Regions from separate parts of the Macaca mulatta genome. Here region 1 is linked to region 2. A link is a contact called in public Hi-C data. All regions are on one chromosome and are shown on one strand. The core of a region is the stretch at or near the end of the contact, and the rest is flanking DNA. Distances in the headings are between cores, read along the strand shown. Region 1 has its middle 81 kb from the start of SPATA6. Region 2 has its middle 82 kb from the start of BEND5.

The links. Hi-C and Micro-C count contacts between places; a contact is called where the count stands out from the background.
Region 1: a Hi-C map of fetal cortex germinal zone shows a contact between it and region 2, with 1.8 times the contacts expected there. The contact joins two enhancer-like sites. A contact is called at or near these places in 3 of 14 Hi-C or Micro-C datasets (fetal cortex germinal zone, fetal cortical plate and liver).

What each region holds. Positions count from the first base shown.
Region 1 is chr1:192,049,422-192,052,370 of T2T-MMU8v2.0, reverse strand. It overlaps a transcript of BEND5 not described here. Among named protein-coding and RNA genes, the nearest start is that of SPATA6, 81 kb to the left of the region's middle. Within about 2 kb of position 1,455, at least 2 of the 40 cell types and tissues checked have an H3K27ac peak or open chromatin away from gene starts, as enhancers often do. A contact at or near this core is called in fetal cortex germinal zone, where this site is marked.
Region 2 is chr1:191,914,830-191,918,073 of T2T-MMU8v2.0, reverse strand. It overlaps a transcript of BEND5 not described here. Among named protein-coding and RNA genes, the nearest start is that of BEND5, 82 kb to the right of the region's middle. Within about 2 kb of position 1,758, at least 2 of the 40 cell types and tissues checked have an H3K27ac peak or open chromatin away from gene starts, as enhancers often do. A contact at or near this core is called in fetal cortex germinal zone, where this site is marked.

The sequences.
Region 1 (2,949 bases), core at 206-2,705, 130 kb before region 2:
ACATATCAGCTCTCCTGGGACTCCAACTCATTGACTGCAGATTTGGGACTTCTCAGTCTCCATAATTGCATAAGCCTATTCTTTATAATAAATGTCTTTATGCATATAATCTCTTTACATATATATATGAAAGCAGAACCAAAAGGAGATATAGATGTAGATATGGATATAGACGTAGACATAGATATAGATATTGATATTGACATAAATATTCTATTGGTTCTATTTCTCTGGAGAACCCTGACTAATGCGACCATATTGCAGGCCTTGGGCTTGGCTTTCTGAAGAATGTTCCTCTCAATGGTGAGTAAAATGTCAAGTCTCCTCTACCACACCCAACTTTTCATTTCCTATATTCTTGGCTCTGCTGTTGATTATTGTTTTCTCACTAGAGGAAAGATACCGTAAGATATGGGAAAGAACAATTTCATAGAATCCTGCTACATGGAGCTAACAGAACCCTTAGAGATAATTAGGTTTCTTATTTCAGAGCAGTGAGGTGCCTGTCCATGGTTCTGTTCTTTGTAGACACTTGTGGAATGCCTTCCTGTTACTCCAACTCTCTCTTCTCCTCTTATTGAAGGCTTAACCTCCCTTTTAGACCCAGCTCAAAATCTGCTCCATTTAGAAGGTCTTCCCAGATTCCCCCAAGTTTGAATTCATTGCTCTGTTTTCTGTATCCCCACAGAATTCTGTTAATATCTTTTACTTAGCTTTAATTTGTTTTATAATTGGAGATAGATCAAGAGGCAGGTTAGGCAGATGGGGTACCAGATATTATTTGTAGTGGGATAATAAAGCATCAGTAAAAACAGAACAAGTTGGAGAAAATTATGTTCATCAGAATTCTTCACCAATATGTAACTGGAAGAAAATTGGAGACTCAGAGAGATAAGTAACTTCTTCTCAAATAATTCAGCTAGAAAGTAGCTGAGCTTGGATTCAAATCCAAGTCTGACTTCAAGATCCATGCTCTTGTTGGTTATTCATGCAATAATTTGTGTAAAATGTTAACTGTGTGCCAGGTACCATGCTAGACACTGGGATGCAAAAGTTCAAGCCTGGTTGTCCAGGGTTATGGCAGATAGTGGCAAAATACAATCAAATTCCTTGTGTTAGTCTTTGGTCTCTAGGTCTGAGACTTCTGTCTCACTGGGTGATTTCACCCTAGGATACTCCACAGCCAGTTCCACAGCTTTCTCTCTTTCCAAGAGCAGACAAGACGCTTTCTTAGAATAACCCCTTTGCCTACCCCAATATCTTTGGCTGTGCCCACTGTGGAAAGAGAGCCAGGCTGCTGCCAAGTTCATTAATAATTTTGGCTTTCTGGAGGAAGAAGTTGGATTGCTTTGCTCTTCAAATATCAAAACATCCAATTAACACAGCTAATTAGCATCACTAGCAGCAGTCAAAAGAATGGCAATTTAGATGCAGAATTTCAAAGGTTTCCTAGTTGTAGGCCAAGGCAACCCATCTCATGCTAATGACAAGAGTTACTCACTTAGGCAGTTCTATAGCAGACATCAATTAACCACTGGGCAGAGATTGGCCTCATCCCTGAGTCATTTGTCTAATCAGAACTGTGAATAGAGAAAAAGAGGCAGAATGAAAATGGAGAGAGGCAGAGAGGGAGAGAGGGAGATGACAGAAATAGAGTGAGGAGGTCCGAGAGAGGAGAGAGAGAGAATTAAAAGAGATAAACAGAGAGGAGGAGATACAGAGAGTAACAACACACAAAGACAAATTCTCAGAGAAAGTGACAGAGACAGAATTAGAAAGAGAAACAAAACGAAAAGGTGACTTACAGATAGATAAACAGACAGCCAATCAGATAGGTACATAGAAAAATACATTTCTTAAAACATACAGGAAGGACAGAGCAAAAAGCTTCTAGCCACCAGTAGCTCTGGAAATGTCGATGCTCATTGGGAAGCCTTAGCATTCTGATCTGTGAAGTCAGGCCTAGCTGTAAAAGTTTAAATCAAAATGTGGCAAAGCTTGGCTGCTGTAGCGGAATTCAAAAGAGGAAGAGACCAGGAGACTCAAACTAGAACTTTTCTCTTCCCTTCTCACACTGACAACTGGATTTCCTACGAGCCTTGATTTGTCTGTCGAAGGTCAAATATGCAGCCAGCGCTCCCACATTTGTGTACTTTCTCCTGTAAATTCAGTGAGCTCAATGATCAGGCCTATCATCAGCCAAGCGGGTACTGTTTTCTCCCTCAAGAAAAGAAACCAATGGATCTCCTACTGAGTCCACCCCAGACATGACTTTCCCATCTCTCCTTCTCTCCATTGCACGGCCTCTACCCCATTCAGGCCTCATGGTCACGTCGCTAGGTTACTGCAGCGGCCTCTGGTCTACTCTTGCTGCTATCAAATCCATTCTTATCACTGCTGCCAAAGCCATATGCCTAAGATGCAGAGCTGACTGTGTCCCTTTCTGACTTAAACCTTTTCAACAGTTCTGTACTTTCCCTGGTCCAAACCCATTAATTGTTGCAGTCAGGCCCTCCATCTAGGCTCCTGCTGCCTTCTCCTGACCCATCTCTCCCTTCTCCCCATTCCTCACTGACACCCCCACCACACCAGATGACATGGGGCTCCCAGATGCTCCACACTGTCTTCACCTCTGGGCTCGTCCTCATACTACTTGGCCCCTGTAATGCCTCAAATCCCTGTTCATTCTCTGTGCCTTTCTATGTCGATGCTTTTGTTTCCATACTTCCCCTGCCTATCAACCTGTTCTTTGTATTACTTCGTCTCTTAACCAGCATGTATACCAGGATCACAAAATCAAATGTCTTCAGAGGATAGATTCATAATGTAACTATGTGCAATGATAAGTATGAAACAATAGAAGGATCAGTGACAAGTGAGACAGTAAATGCCATGCTCAAAAACCTCAAGCTCAAAACTCAACCAACCAACCAACCAACTCACCAGCCA
Region 2 (3,244 bases), core at 509-3,008:
GCAGGAAGCTCTCCTGAGCTCGTCCCTGTGCCTTGCCAGACGGGGCACTCTGCTGAGCAGGCCACTGCACCCACACTGCTCAACTTCCTCGCGAGACCTCTGGGCAAAAGGAAGGCTCCAAGAACAAGCCTGGTGACATCCATTTCTCTGTCACTTCACAGATCAGCCGTGGACCCCAAAACATAAAATAGAAACCCCTTTCTAAGTCTGCAGGAAACCTGGAAGGGCACTGACAACCTTCCGTGACTTCAGGCTCTGCCCTGATGGAAAGTGGGAGGCAGCCTGCTGAAGTCAGCCCTCCTGCCGGGTACCAGACAGGGCTCCTGAGTCTGACTCACCCCGACCTGCATGGGCTATACTCAACCAACCCAAGTCCCTGGACCCGCAAACCCTTCTCACGTTCTGTCTTTGTACCTGTTCTGTCCCCTGACCTGCTTTTTTCCCTATGCAACTGAAAACAAAAAACAAAAAACAAGAAACAAAACAAAACAAAACAAAAAACACGGCAGAGTCTGTGGTTTGGAGTGTGGCAGCTCTCACTGGCACTGCTTTCTTGGACTCTTGATATGCTAACACATGTACAGGCAGTTGTCCTCCTAGTCCTGGTGCACAAATGAGTGTACCCCACCTCTCAGGAATCCTACAGCAGCAGAGAAACAGTGGTGGATCGGAAAGGATGGGTGAGGATTGAGAGACAGGATATGAATATCTGTAGCTGACTATCACTGGAGATGCGGAACTACTGAGAATGTTTTTTAAAAAGCATCATGGATTTAGATGCCAGGTTCAGTACTTGCTAGGTGTGTGTGTAATTTAACTTCTTTAGTTGTGTGTGCAAATTAACTTCTTTAAAGTATTGCTGTTCTTGATCACAAAATGGGGATAATCATCGTACCTTCCTCCTGAGATGGGGAGAAATAAGATGAGATGCTGTATGCAATCCTGGTACTTTGCACAGTGCCTATCACATAGTCAGCGCATGGTGACTGGGGGCTCTAGTTTCTTGCAACAGTCCTTTCATGGTTCTGAGACTAACAGTTTTCCTCCAGGAGCAAAGAGAATTGCTTCCTCTTTTCCTGATACTATGCTTTATCCATTTATCCTACCAATACCCATCAGCTTCCTCTCTGGGCCAGGCCCTGGGCCAGGCATTAGGGGTCCAGAGGATGATAAGGCACCATCTAGCAAGATCTCTTGGAACTTTCCTGACTCTCCTCTTCTGACTCAGCCGCCCGATCCCCGATAACCCCCTCTAGCAAATGAAAGTCCTTTTTTGAATTCCCACAGCAGCCTCTTGCACACACCTCTGTACAGCACTCATCCCACCATTTTAAAATCACCAACGTACCTTTCTGTCTCTTGACCACATTAATTGAAATAAACCTCACCTGGTTATTCTAAGCTCTCTCCTGCTGCACTCCTCCCCACCCTACTGGCTCTTTTCTGTTCAAGGATTACACTATCGAAGATTCAAGAGCACAAGATTCTGTTTTCCTCAGAGTCCATGACTGTGTCACTCAGAGAATACAGGACTCTGTGACCGGGCTTTACCAAGATTCTAAACTTCCAGGTTCCTGACCTGCAGAGAGTCCCCTGCTGGAAGGTGTCTGCTTCAATTCCCCTGCATTTGCAGAGACACACAGAGCCCTGAGAGCCTTCCAGTTCCTAGTTCCCCAGCTGGTGAAAGATGCCCACGTCAGACTAATCACCTTCTAAACAAATGGCACAGTGACAAGCAGGGTGGGGGGAGAGCTGGGGCCGCACAAGCTGGTGTTTTCAATTTAGAGGCCATGCATTATTTACACTGCCATTATTCCCCTCAATTTGACTTCACGCTTTAGCCCTAATTTCAGTATAATCAAAGCCAATGAATATTTAATCAGGATTGCTTCCAGAAATTGAGTAATGCCATTAACATAATGGCCCCAGGACTTCAAAGCTGCTTTCCTTCAAATGCATCTGACTTACACCTTTCCCCACCCCCTTCCCTTTAACCAATTCTATTATGGAATGGAAGGGAGTTTGGGACAGCAGACCGGCCCACTACTGCTTTGCACAGATGTCAGAAAGGTGGCTGGTACAGGAGAGCAGTGCTGGAATGGGAGTTTGAACACTGGCCTCAATGAGAGAGACTCAGAAGAGGACAGCTAAATTCTGTGAGTGGACTCATTTTAAGGCACCCCCATTTATGAAAATACCAAGCTTTAAGCCACATCCCCAAGGTGCTGCAAAGACAGATTTTTAGTTTCTAAGCACAGTCAGGTTTGGTAAGTACTAGCCTAGACCACCACTGGCCCCTAAACCCCCTACACCCCCATCCCTACTCTTCACCAAGAGTGGACTCCACTTGACCCACTGGCCTGCATGGCCAGGGAGCTCGGCGCCACCTGGATTCATCTTTAAACATGGCTGTTTGAAGGGCCTTCTCATTAGGAGCAGAAGCCCGCCTCCTAATGCTACGGCTGTCTGCGCTGGTCCTGACCCTGTCCTGGCTCCACAGAGCCAGGGTGCTTCTTCTGTCCCAGGGCAGTTGGGAAAGGAGGTATTCAAAATATTAGAGATATCTTATCTCTCTGTGTGTCCTGTCCCTCAAGTAGCCACCTGCCAGGTGCCCAGCCAGGCTTTGTGGGGAATGCACACACATCTGAACAACCTGCTTCCACTTTCCCCCAAGAGGCCACGTGAGCAATCAGGCGATCACGCAAATTTTCCAAAGCACTATTACACTTGCCACTCACATTGAGCTTGGAAGGATCCACATCATCGAGCTGGTGACCTTCCCAAGGTCACTCAGCAAGGTGGCTCTAGGACCTGGAAGGATCTATGGGTGTTAGATGTTAAAACTAGGGGCTTTCTTAGGACCTTTAGGTCAACCTTATTGTACAAAAAGGGAAATGAGGCCCAATGTCATACCTGGACAGTGGGAGGATAGGGCTTCAAATACAGTTACTGGGGCCTTAGATTCCTTGCCTGATGTCTTTTCCTTTATAAAACCGCCACCACCACTACCACCACCACCTGTGGTCACCAATGCAGGAAGAAGTACCCAAGTGCAGGAAGCATACCCAAGCACTTGCTCACTTGAAAAGCGGGACACAGGACTCAGGAGATGGAAATATTCCCAGGAGGGGCTTCACTCAGCGTCTGTTGGGAGATCAGGCATCACCGGAGTGAGAAAGTGAGAGAGTTGAGGAGTTTATAGAAATCACAGTAATGTGGCCTACATATATAGCCTGGTCTGTAG